Regions from separate parts of the Mus musculus genome. Here all the other regions are linked to region 3. Evidence: chromatin contacts called from public promoter capture Hi-C data. All regions are on one chromosome and are shown on one strand. Each heading gives the region's core, a stretch centred on a gene start, on an enhancer-like site or on the middle of the called end of the contact. The rest is flanking DNA. Distances are from core to core; before and after follow the strand shown. Region 1 holds the start of Utp15 (UTP15 small subunit processome component). Region 2 overlaps Gm21976 (low-density lipoprotein receptor class A domain-containing protein 1). Region 3 holds the start of Enc1 (ectodermal-neural cortex 1). Region 4 holds the start of Btf3 (basic transcription factor 3).

The links. Promoter capture Hi-C pulls out the DNA fragments that hold promoters and counts their contacts.
Region 1: a contact with region 3 is called in a promoter capture Hi-C map of pre-B cells, with 4 times the contacts expected there. The contact joins the promoter of Utp15 here to the promoter of Enc1 in region 3. A contact is called at or near these places in 7 of 39 promoter capture datasets (3T3-L1-derived adipocytes, the C10 cell line, embryonic stem cells and 2 more), 1 of 15 datasets of contacts at CTCF or cohesin (large pre-B cells), 2 of 484 Hi-C or Micro-C datasets (cerebral cortex and embryonic stem cells), 17 of 115 datasets of contacts at active chromatin or transcription factors (the NIH/3T3 cell line, bone marrow-derived macrophages, differentiating embryonic stem cells and 13 more) and 1 of 9 other capture datasets (liver).
Region 2: a contact with region 3 is called in a promoter capture Hi-C map of hippocampal neurons, with 5 times the contacts expected there. The contact joins the enhancer-like site here to the promoter of Enc1 in region 3. A contact is called at or near these places in 2 of 39 promoter capture datasets (hippocampal neurons and liver) and 2 of 115 datasets of contacts at active chromatin or transcription factors (astrocytes and pancreatic cancer cells).
Region 4: a promoter capture Hi-C map of pre-B cells shows a contact between it and region 3, with 8 times the contacts expected there. The contact joins the promoter of Btf3 here to the promoter of Enc1 in region 3. A contact is called at or near these places in 2 of 39 promoter capture datasets (hippocampal neurons and pre-B cells), 2 of 115 datasets of contacts at active chromatin or transcription factors (astrocytes and large pre-B cells) and 1 of 9 other capture datasets (liver).

What each region holds. Positions count from the first base shown.
Region 1 is chr13:98,261,543-98,264,591 of GRCm38.p6, forward strand. It overlaps Utp15 (UTP15 small subunit processome component), which reads right to left and starts at 1,450. Exons shown (of 13, transcript NM_178918.3): 1 at 1,333-1,450. Ankra2 (ankyrin repeat, family A (RFXANK-like), 2) reads left to right here and starts at 1,534. Exons shown (of 8, transcript NM_001271388.1): 1 at 1,534-1,934.
Region 2 is chr13:98,293,994-98,296,890 of GRCm38.p6, forward strand. All of the region lies in intron 3 of Gm21976 (low-density lipoprotein receptor class A domain-containing protein 1), which reads left to right. Among named protein-coding and RNA genes, the nearest start is that of Gm21976, 16 kb to the left of the region's middle. Within about 2 kb of position 1,303, at least 22 of the 459 cell types and tissues checked have an H3K27ac peak or open chromatin away from gene starts, as enhancers often do. A contact at or near this core is called in hippocampal neurons, where this site is marked.
Region 3 is chr13:97,239,799-97,242,669 of GRCm38.p6, forward strand. It overlaps Enc1 (ectodermal-neural cortex 1), which reads left to right and starts at 1,307. Exons shown (of 3, transcript NM_007930.4): 1 at 1,307-1,731.
Region 4 is chr13:98,315,381-98,318,583 of GRCm38.p6, forward strand. It overlaps Btf3 (basic transcription factor 3), which reads right to left and starts at 1,587. Exons shown (of 6, transcript NM_145455.3): 1 at 1,245-1,587; 2 at 850-918. The coding sequence starts at 1,370. Gm9828 (predicted gene 9828) reads left to right here and starts at 1,736. Exons shown (of 4, transcript NR_137279.1): 1 at 1,736-2,229.

The DNA of each region.
Region 1 (3,049 bases), core at 200-2,699, 1.0 Mb after region 3:
GCATCAGACATAAAATTAAACGTGAAAGGTTCAAACTGTAGGAAAGAAAACCTAAACAGAGGAAACTTAAAAGTGACAGAAGAAGAAAAAAAGAAGGAGAAGAAGAATCTAAGTTCTTAACACGAGAAGCATTCAACTGAAGACAGTCGGGAGTATCAGATGGACGATTATATCGACGATACTCTCTGTCCACTCTGAAAAGCCTGCACAGCCGACATCAGCAGCACCAAAGCAATCAGTTTAACTTATTCTAATTGCTATTTTGATGAAGCAGAGCAAACCAAGGTTCATTCACTTCACACTCACTTTTGCTTTAACATACCAGGAATGCCCTTTCACTACGTACTTCCTATTTAAGGTCAGCACAGGAAGTCATTCTGTCCCTCAGAAATCCCTCTCTGCCTTCCAACAGGTGTTCTCAAACACTATCAAGGGCCAGATGGTAAATATTTTAGGTCTGGCCAACCAACCGACAAAGCAGAAGATATTCTATAGTTAATGACATGGCAAGAAATTTTTTCACTAGTACTCACAAACGCATTTGTTGTTGTTGAAAGGAAATACAATTCTTTGAGGTCAAGGCCTATTTCATTTAGTTTCAAGCCAAATCACTGTACATAAGACAGTATGTTTATCTGCAAAAACCATTATTGGCTCACTAGATAAAAACAGGCACCGGAATAGATCTGTCCCAGGAATAGTACCTCCTAAGTCTATTTTTCAAGAAATGAAAGGTTTTCGAGGAAAGAAGTGAGAAGTAGCGCTGGCTTGCTAAGTTACACAAATGAAGAACAGCATTGGCGGGGACGTGCAAGGGAAGACAGAACAAGCAATGAGATGCTATGAAAACGAATGTTAGGAAAATCACTGGACCAAGTCAGGACCTAAGAAACTGGGATTCACGGAATAACAGGCATTACGACACAAGGTGTGATCAAATAAACCCTGAAGGGTACTGAGAACATGTAAGAGGGAGATGTTTAATTCTACCTGGACATAATGTCATTTCAGCGGGGTCTCTAAGCATAATGTGGCACGATGGGCACAAAAGAAGCAGAGCGGAGGTGCAGAGAGGGACGAATACCCAGCCATCCTCAAATCACTAAAACAGAATTCTGTCCTTGGCCTTGGAGAAGAGATTGCTCCAGGGACTGACAGAGGTGGCTAGGAGAGCGACTACAGAGGAGCAAAGCCTGGGTCAAAATTAAATCGCGGAGGCAGATAAGTTCAGTGATCTCCGGGGGAAGCCCCAGAACAGACGTCCAGGATGTCAGAGATCACAGTGAGGACTGAGCAGAGCCTGGGCCGCCACCGGGAGCCGCCATCGCCTACCTCCGCGGGGCCCCGAGGGTCCACCGAGGCACCGATCCCCAGGACGACTCCCCAGACTTCGCCAGCTCCCTACAGCATACCGCTCTGCAGCACTCGCTCAAAATCACGCGGACAGTCCAGGAGCCGGAAACGCGGAGGCGCAGAGGCGCGTCGCGGGAAGATGACGTGCAGCGCAGGCGCAGAAGGTTTACGACCCAAAGAACTACAAGAAAGCGCCCTGGTGGGCGGGGCCCTGGGCGGGGCCCCGGGCCGCTCTCCAATGACCCGGAACTGAGGCGATCCATGGTTCTCCGAGAGGATGGGCTACGGGGCGCTAGGGAAACAAGAAGCGATCCCTGGGAGTCGTCTCGCCTTCACCGAACGCTCTGGGCTTTTTCCAGAGGAGATAAAAGATAGGAAGTGACGTCTGGGCCCGAAGCAGGCCCGGGGCTCGGGACCGATCTGGCTAGGCCAGGCCAGAGCCGCTCTCCCGCTGAGCTCAGGGCGCGTGTACCACCCGCCTGACCGGCCCCTGTCCCCGGATCCGCTCGCCGCGTCGGAGCGGGAGCGGGTGTCACCCCGCGGCCGTAGAGCGGGAACGCCCGCCCGGACACCTGTCGCCCGTGAGACGCCTTTCGTTTTTTATAGCACCTTTGCCCCCACTGTAGGACAATTTCAAGAATTAGGAAGAACCCGAAGCCTCTGTGATTAGCTTCCATTGGGGACTGTGCCCCCTGCTTGCATTATACTCTCCCTTCCCAGGCGTCTGGCTGGCGAGCCTACCCACCCTTTCTTTCTTAACTCTTTCTCACCATCTCTGTCATTTCGTTTTTTCCCTCCCTTGTGCTTCAAGTCTTGGCGAATCAACAGTCTTTGCTTATCTCTGTAATCCAGTCTAGATAACCGTTCCCTTTTCCTTTCCTGTTCTCTGGTCAAAGACTGGTAATTCCGTCTATTGAAACCTATTGTTCTATAGGGGTCCGCAAAGAGGTGACTATTTTAACCCCATTTTAGGAAGGATTGAGTCTCGGGAAACTCGTGATTTGCATGTCTAGCACATCGAATTAGTTGGTGTTGAAAATAAATTATCAGACCCAATTAGAAAATATGGGAAAGAAACTGTAAAAAAAAAAATTGTCCAAATTAAGATCAGAAAATATGAGGCACTAGGTAGGTTTTGTGTGCGGTGGCTCCTAAGAGTGATCTTAAACCAGGTGAGGGAGGTGGTACACACCTTTAATCCCAGCACTCCGGAGTCAGAGTCGAGGCTACAAAATAAGTAAGACCTCGTGTCAAAAGAAAAAAGATCTCCATCTGGCAGTTTTTTCCCCCTTTAATGGGAGCTTGAAAGGAAGTTTTCAAGAGAATAGCACTGGACATCCCCTGGGAGAACTGGGGAGGAGAGGGGGTGGAGTTGCGGCTCAACCCACACGTGCCTAGAAGAAATTGTTCTTTCCTTAGAAACAGTTCCCATTGAGTGCTATAAACTAACTTTCTGTTCCTGTGGCCTTCTGACAAAATGTAGCAACTTTGTTATGTGATACTTTGTGTGACTGTAGTGTCTTCATGTCTCTCCTGGAAGTTTTGTATTCTTGTATTGCTGCTTACTTACTGACCTCAGTGATGGAGTTGATAGAGCAACATATGTTTCTCCGGATTCAGGAGCTTTCTTTTTCCACTGAGATGAATGTTACTCACCCATTCTACTCAGAAGGCCGTGATAAGGACCAGTGGTTTT
Region 2 (2,897 bases), core at 53-2,552, 1.1 Mb after region 3:
TACAGAACAGAGCTAGTTTCAGGTAAGCCAGGGCTACATAGTGAGACCCTGCTTATATTAATTAATTAATTAATTAACTAATTAAATACAGTTTTACATGATCCTTGAGAAGATGGAGTCCTTTAATTTGGAAATCCACTTTAGTTATCTATTCATCTGCTCATTTATCTTATGAATGATACCATTTACCTTCATGTAGCCAGATAGTGGTGGTGCACACCTTTAATCCCAGCACTCTGCAACACAGGCGGAGGCAGTCGGATCTCTGAGTTTGAGGCCAACCTGGCCTATAGAGTGAATAGACCATGACAGCCAGGTCTACACAGGAAAGCCTGTCTCCACAAAACCAATATAAACAAACAAACAAACAAACAAACAAGTAAAATATTTACATAGAAGATTTATAACACAGTGAAAAGAAATGGAGCTTTAAAATCAAATATCTGAATCAAACTTCTGTTTCTCATGGTGTTTTTAAAGTCATGGTTTCCTCTCTTCAACAATAAAGCTAGGGATCCATCTTGGCAAGGCTGTTTTAGGGATTTGAAATAGTGTACGAAAAGTTACTGGCATACAGTAAGTACTCAATGAAAGGAGTGTGGTTGTGACCATCTTTCTATTATTATATCACTGTTGAGCCAGACAAGCCTAAGTCCAGTTTGCACATTCACCTAATGGGGGTGTTTTATCCCTAAGGCTTTGTAGATTGACAGATACTCATTCTCACTAACTTGGGGTTGACTTACACTGGAGGAGGTCTCAGTCTCTGACAAAGACTTTCTCTTTAAGCCACCACAGTCAGGCTCACCTGATTCTGTAACTAGGCCCACTTCCTTGGCCTCTGCCTGCACTCTTAGATATTGGTCTATGTGGAGAGACACCATGGCCAAGGCAACTTAGGGAAGGAAGGCATGGCACCGGAGCAGAGAGCTTACACCTCATCACAAGCACGAAGCAGAGAGAAAGCTAACTGGGAACAAAAGCCAGTGACAGCCCCAGTGATGTACTTCCTCCAACAAGGCCACGCCTCCTCCAACAAGGCCATGCCTCCTCCAACAAGGCCACGCCTCCTCCAACAAGGCCACGCCTCCTAATCCTTCTCACTTAGTTCCACCAACTGGGGAGCAAACCTGCAAACATATGAGCCTCTGGGGGCCATTCTCATTCATGCTGCTACACCTGCTAAGCTCAGTTTCAGCACAAAAAACTTACATAAACCGGTTACTGACAATTTACCCGCTGGTCCCATCTGCTGTTTTGCCATGTCATATTGACTGCCCCCCCCCTCTGCTTGCTGGCATCACACACTCAGCTCAGTTCCCAGTTAGCTTTCTCTCTGTAATATGTGGGTGTCTGTCTTTTTTGCTTACTGTAGTTGTCTTGGAAGAAGCCTTCTTCCTTGTCTTAACAAGAGTTCACAATAACTGACCCTTTACACCTCTCATCTCCACGTGTCTCTTTCTGATGGGACAATGCCAGTGTCCACAGAGATACAACATGAACTTGATGTCTGCTACAGTATGGATTTCATTTGTCTCCAAAGGGTCACAGGCTGGGACTTTGTTTCCTGTGGCGGTGGAGCTGAGAGTTTGGGGAGACTTCAGGTCAACTGTGAAGTTCTTAGCACACTCAGGGTTGGTCCATGAGATGGGTTAAGAAAACATGGGCCCTCTGAGCTCTGATAAGAAGAGGAAGTTGCTATAGAAATAAAGGTGATGTCTGAGTGGCTCTGGATTTTTGCTTCAAGATGGGCTCTCTTCCTTTCACATGCACTCCCACTGTTGTGACCTCTGTCTTGTCATGAGGTCCTCATTGGAGCTCGGCCAGTGCTGATGCCATGCCCCTGAACCCCATAGCTAAACGTGTGTGTGTGTGTGTGTGTGTGTGTGTGTGTGTGTGTGTGTATAAACACACAGTTCGTCTCCCTCCAGCACTTTATTGCAGCAAAGTAAAGTGTACTAATACAAGTCTCCTATGTCAGGACATGCCACCAGGAGTGTCCAGTTGATTCTTCTGAGGCTGTGAAGCTGAGCCACCACCAACTCACATACCAAGTGGGCAAAATTGCCTTTCCTATGAATTGAAGGGGCAGAGCTCACTCCTCAGATACAGCTGCCTCCATTGAGACCTCCTACCCACACCCACCTCAGCCTCAGAAAACTGCTGTTCTTCGGCACCCCACTGCCCTCAGCCTTTGTCTCCCTGTAAGTTTCCACCCATCCTTTAACACACCACACTCCAGGGTTCCCTGGAGTCCTCCCTCTGATTAAAACGGGCCTATCTTGTTCTTCCAGTTCCTTCAGCCTGGCTGAGTGACTCACCAACACATCTGACAGCTCTCTCTTTACTGTGAATGACTGAGGGTACCTCCAGGATCGGCTTCTCATACTTATATGTGCTGGGAACCGGGACTTTTTTGCTGACGATGAATTTTAGAGCCTTACCTGTCTAATCCTGTTTTCCAGGGGACAACAGTGATCTGGGACACTCGTTAAATATGCATTCGTGGGCATTGCCCCTGGATGCTCCAAAGTTGGGTGGAGGCTCTAGAAGTGTAAGCTTTATAAATACCCATCGGGGATGCCAGGGAGTGCTCCCGAAGGCTCAGGTGTGTTAGGAGAAGGGAAGCAGTACAAAAGGAAGAGGGGTGGGCTGGGTAGCCATTGCTGGAGGTCACCCAGCTTTTCCTTGGCAGACCCAAGTCCAGCAGCAGGCTTCCCCATCCAACAGAGCTTGGTTGTGGAAACCTGACTGGGACAATGAAGGAATAGAGACATGACAGACACAGGGACAGAAAAGCTGGGGGTCTGATGGAGGTGCACCAAAGAGAACGAACCAGAACGAACGGCAGCACATCTGCTATGTACAGCGCAGTGGAAGGGGTTAATTGGTTTCAG
Region 3 (2,871 bases), core at 57-2,556:
CGCCGGTTTAAACCATTGCTACGCCTGGTGTCTTAAGAAAAGGAAGACTGGGGGCGAAGCGTTGGGGAGATGAAGAGGATAGGGCAAACTCCCTGGCCACTACTGAGGCCCTGCAGGTCTCCAGCCAGGCAATTCACATCGCCAAAGACCTCTCTTTCCTCACCTGCACAATAAAGGGTTTGGGCTAATAATCTATACAATTCGTCCCTACATATCTCAAATGCCGAATAAGAGCCAACTCAAAGTGTCGTTTTAGCTCCCAGCACAGAGAGTCAAAAATGAGAGTCATAAACAGTTGTGGCCACGTTTGTTTATTTATTTATTTATTTATTTATTTATTTATTTATTTATTTAGGATAGAGTTCCTTCTTTTGCTAGGCCCTCGAGACTTTAGGTGTGTGTGTGGGGTGATGGTTGTTGTTTTTTTTGGGGGGGGGGGACACGCTATTTCTTGACTGAACTCCAGACTCCACCAACCAACCAAACCCAGGAAAGGCCAAGTCTCCGAAGGTAACAGACATCTTCCCTACCAGGAGGAGGCAGCGTGTCTGCTCCTTGGAGGAGTTGGCTTTGAATCTAGCGGCCCTGGGCGATTGGTTGCGAAACACGTGGGCCCTCAGGACCCAGCTGGGGTTGCTGCGGCTCCAGCTCCGAGCGAGACAGAGTCCTGCCGCGGCTTCCTCACCAACTTGGGGTGGAGAAGGAAGCCCCCCACAAGAGTTTGGAGTCTGGCCTCTTGCCAGCAAGTAACCCAATGTCCACTTGCGCAACCTGCAGTGTTCCCCGAGGTCCAGACCTAGGCTTCTTCCCTTGCTCCTGCGGGAACTAGGCTCTGCCTGCCGCTGGGGTGTCTAACCCAGTGAGTGCATGCGGGAGCGGTGGATCCCCAGCTTGGCCTTGGCTACTCCACTGAGCATTCTTAGGATCCCGGCACCCTCGAGCGCAGGAAAGCGCCTAGGGCTGCTTTCCCCTGAGTTGGGTGCCCCAGCCCCCGACCTAGCCTTGAATGGGGTTGACCCGAGGAGGCGAAGACCCTCCGAGCCTCTAAAACTTATTTTCTTCCCGGTCCCCGAGGGCTGCAGCTGCCCGTTGCTGAGCGAGGGCGTCCGCTTTGTCTCCGTTCGCTCCCCGCCCCACTCCCCTAGTTCCTCTCCGGCTAACCGCCCCCCCCGTCATCCCCCCCCCCAGCTCCTCCCGCTCCTGCCCGCGTAGTGGACGCGCTTCCTCCCTCCTCCCCCTAGCGAGTCTCTTTGCATACGCGCCCCCTCCCGGGCGCAACTTATAGGCCGGCGCACGGTGGCCCGGCGCAGTCAGCTCCCGCAGCCTCAGAGCCAGCGGCGCGACGGAGGCGCTGCAGAGACCCGGAGCCGACGCCAGGCGGCCGCCAGCGCTCACGCCGCAACCCCGTTCCCTCCCCCTGCGTGCAGACCGCCTTCCTCCGCGGCGCGGCCGCCGCAGGCTCACTCTCCCCTGGCTAGGCGCGCGCCGGCAGACGCTTGGCCCGGCCGGGGCGCCAGGTCCGTAGCAGCAGATCCGGAGACCGAGGTCAGCTGCCTGCCGAAACCAGCCCGGGAGCCACTACCCCGGACGCTATCGCCTCCCTTCCCAGCGCTCCTTTCTCCCCGGCGATCGCCACCGCTTCCTGGAACAGAGACGCCCTTCGTCGGCTCCCTGCGGGTGACCGAGGCAAGAACCGCAGCCGGTTGTGTGCAGAGGCCAGCCGCCACTACTGTAAGTTTGCCCTGCAACCCCAAACCTGTTGCGGGCGCCCGGGTTTCGGGCGGTGGGAGTCGGCCGCGGGGTGTGCTTGGGAGCATCGAGCCGGCGCCCGCCACCCTGGCTGAGGCTTAAGCCCAGGAGGTGCTCTCGAGGCAGAACAGTCGCTGGAGTGGGAACGGCACTGGGAGAGCAACTTGCCTCCCCTCTGCGGTGTAACGCCCGGGCAAGTATCGGTGGGTGCGAGGAACCAGGTTGGGGATAATATCCCGGCTCCTAGCAGTCTCCAGGAAGCCCAGCGCGTGGGATCGGTTCCCCAGGGTGCCTCGTAGCCGGCTTTGGGGGGCGGTGGAGGCCATGCGCAGACCTCCTCCTGCGGCCACTTGACTGCAGCCAAATGAATGAAAACTGGTTCCTGAAAAACGAGTTTCTTCTCCTGCAAGCTTTTGCCTTTTAGAATGACATTATTAATTTCAAAGGCTAGGTAGGAATTGGTGGGCGGGGTGGAGATGAAACAGTGGACTTGGACTTGTAATTTGGTGTCGTCCTCACTGGCATGTCCAGCGTGTTGAGAGTAGCCGTTGCAAGTGTTGGAGGGGACGGCGTGGCCAAGAGCTATTTTGGTAAACATCTTTATAGTGTGGCTCCGTTGTTGTCAGTAATGTGAGTGCTTGGGAACGTCTGCCTGGCTTCTTTGCTCGTGGGATCGAGATCAGGCTTAACCAGGAGAGAGATGGAGGTGCTCCCAGTGTTGGAGGCAGACGTCCTGCCTGGAAGCAGCAGGAAGTGAACTGAAGTCACTGAACTAGGTGCCCTTTTGATGTTCACAGTAATAGCAGTCTTTTTCTCTGCCTTCTTTGTAGACGCAAGTTAAGTATATGTGTGCATTTTGGGGGTCATTTCCTTAGCATGCAGATTTATGTCTCTGGGGTCTTTAAAAAATGTTGGAAAGGATGATTCGTTTTATGTTGAAGGTGTTTTTTGTATAACCGTATGTATAAATTATGTCTGGATATTTTGATGTTTGCATGATTCTAAACCAGAGAGCACGTTGTCTCCCTAGGGTCTTCAGGAGCACCTTTTGTTTTAATCATACAGTGGTTGCAAGATGAGAGATTGTGACAGTGACATTCTCTCCCAGTGGGATGGGATCCA
Region 4 (3,203 bases), core at 337-2,836, 1.1 Mb after region 3:
AATCCACTTGGAGAAACCAACCTGCCAACACATTTGCATTCTCTCACTGTAGCATAATTACAAAGGTTGAGGAACAAAAGACATGTGCTAAGGTAGGATTTCCCAACCTAACACTGTTCACGAATTTAAATAGGAAGGTATCCTCAAATACCCTAAAAAAGACAATTAGTCTGTTGAGCATTTAGTTCAGAAAGCAATGCAGAAGAGCAGAAGATCTTCATAATAATAATAATAATAATAAAATTACCTAATCATTAAGTAGAACAGGAAAAGCCAATACTTTCAGTTAACTTACTTTTAAAAAAAATGGGGTGGGAATGCAGTTTGGGAGTTGAGAGGTCCTCTAGCATGTACCAAAACATGTGTTGGATCTCAGGACAACTCAAAGGTAACAAAATAACCACCCCCAACATTGTACAAGTCAAGGGTACACGGTACACAAAGATTTGGCAGAGAACATACTTTCCCCCCCATTCATAAAATCCAGTAACATTTGTTTATATGCGCCATAATCCTGAACCTCTTGCAAGCAAGGCACCGTTTTTAAGTGCTATTTTCTTCTCTACTCGATGACCGACCTCACCCCTACTATCTATCTATCTATCTATCTCCTCCTTGTCTCTTAGTATTGGTCTCATTTCCCTTGGATTTGCTAGCTTTGCGAAATGTCCCCTGCCAAGCAAAGTGACAAAAAAAACCCAAAAAACCAACCAACCAAACCAAAAACAACAACAACAACAACAAAAAAAACAAAAAACAAAAAACCCAACAACGTGAGAAATGCAAACGGAACTTTGGAAGAGAGAGAGGAGAGAAAAAGAAAGGAGGAAAAAAAAAAAAGAAACTTACTTTCCCACCAATGCGCACTTGTGCCTGCAGTTTGGCGAGTTTCTCCTGGTTCATGATTGTTTCTTTCATCTACAAAGAGAGAGGAAAAAAAAAAATCCTCAGCCAAGAACAAGAACGGCCGGGCCCCCCCTCCAGCATTCCACGCTCGTTATTTCCCGCTACACTCGCAGGAGAACGTCGTCCCCCTCGGGCTGAGGCCTGGATCCCCAATTCACCCCTCCAGGCTCGCCGGGGCGCACAGGGCCCCTCGCCCCTCCCCCGCCCGGCCCGGCCCGGCCTCGGGCTCAGCCCCACGGCGACCGAGCATCCCCCGCTCCCCGCCGCCCTGCCCGGCCTGGGCCGAGGCCTCGCCACGGCCTGCCCGGCCCGGCCACTCTCCGCAGGCCTCGCGGTACCTGAGACTCCCGTCCTCGGCTTCCGCCGAGAGGGAGAGAGGGCGTCGCTTCGGCCCCGGGCCAGCCGCCCCTGGCTCGCCCTCGCCCCCGAGAGTCCGCCTGGGTGGGAGCGCCCGTCCGTCGCATCGCTTTCCTCAGCTCCGTCCGTCCCCTCCCTGCCTCGCTCCTGCCGGGAAACGCCCGCCCCACCCCCAACTCCCGGTCTCCTCCCACGCCGGCGTCCACGGCCTTTTTTCTGTACCTTGTCGGAGTGGAAATGGCGCCGCGCGGGGAACTAAGGTTCACGCTCAGGGGGTCTCGGGCAGACCAGCTGAGAGAAGGCGCACACACGCGGGGACGCAAGATGGCAGCTAGAGGGAGGCCGGAAGTAACGCGACGCCACTTCCTCCAGAATTCAGGAAGCGGAGTTGGCGTCGCCGCGCATGCGCAGCCGGGGGCCGGTCCGCGGCTGTTTCTTTCCTTTCGTCCAGCGGCGGGCCGGGAGCAGCACCGGAGAGCTGGGACCCGCGGTCGCCGTCCGCGGTCCTGGGAAAGGCCGCGGATAGATCGGACAGTGAGGCTCCCTGTAGAGCTGTGGTTAAATCAGTCTGCCCTGTGGCCACCCCGTAGGGCGTCCAGCTTTGTCCAGTAGGCTGCAGTGTCTGCTCAATGCCGGGTGTAAATAAAAAACTATCGAAATCAGCCAGGCTAATGTTGCTTTCCAAAATTAAGTGACTTGGGTGATGTAGAAATCGCGACTCAGAATGTCTAGAAAGCATGTTCGGAATGCTTTCCAGATCTCCACCCTTCAGCAATTCGGTTTATTCAAGGTTGAAACAGGGTAACAAGATTTGTAACCTCTTAACCCTTCTACACCTCTACCATCGACTCCCTGATCTCGAATCGTCATGGATTCGACCATGAAGCATTCACGATGGAGCAAACTTTACCTTGAATTCTTCCAAGATGAATTTGAGCCTGCGTGCTTGGGGGTAAAAACGTGGCTGTGAGTTAAAGTTTGCCGAACTCCAGCACGAATTGTGGTTGTCGTTTTTTTGTTTTTTTGTTTTTGTTTTTTGTTGTTGTTGCATAATTTGATGGTTGTTTTAAAAAGTGTCTCGATAAGTAATCCTGGCTAGTCTGAAGCACACAGCTATTCTCCGGCCTCAGAGCCCCTCTGTCCAATGCTGGGATTATAGTCGTCTAGCACCATTCCCAGACAAATTTTAAGATAACCTTAGAAAATCCCTATATGAAGATTAAAAAACGAAAAAGAAAAAGAGGTTAAGTGAAAATTCTGTGTGCTTAAGCCTTTTTCCAATCTTAGCTACGAAATGTTTTTGAATATTCCAAAGAGAAAGTTGTGTTAGAATTTTTAGAGAATACAATTTATCCAGAAAAGTTGCCGAAATGAATACTCTAGCTAAAATCAATTTTTTTTCCCCTTGGAAACCTTTTTACACAAGAGTTTCTTGCAACAGCGATGAGTCATTTAAAAAATCGGGAGAGACAACTACGTTGCTATGTAGAAAATTGTAACAAGTTCTTTTTCTTGAAACAACAACAATGTTTCTTTTATCCGAACAAGTAAGTTTGTCTCAGAAAACCATGCTTGTTGTCTACCCTATGAAGTACCTAACCATTCTCCAAATAACTGAGATGAGGCAACAGAATTCAGTGCTACAGAAAATATATAAAACATGACTGTGTTACATATGATGGATAAAAGGTAAAACTAGTTCTTTTTGTTTTTGTTTTTTTTTTTTTTTTTTTTTTGTTGTTGTTTTTCCAGACAGGGTTTCTCTGTATAGCCCTGGCTGTCCTGGAACTCACTCTTTAGACCAGGCTGGCCTCGAACTCAGAAATCCCCCTGCCTCTGCCTCCCAAGTGCTGGGATTAAAGGCATGCACCACCACGCCCGGCTAACTAGTTCTTTTTAAAGAAATGTTTATCTGTAGAATATTTTACTCTTCATATTAC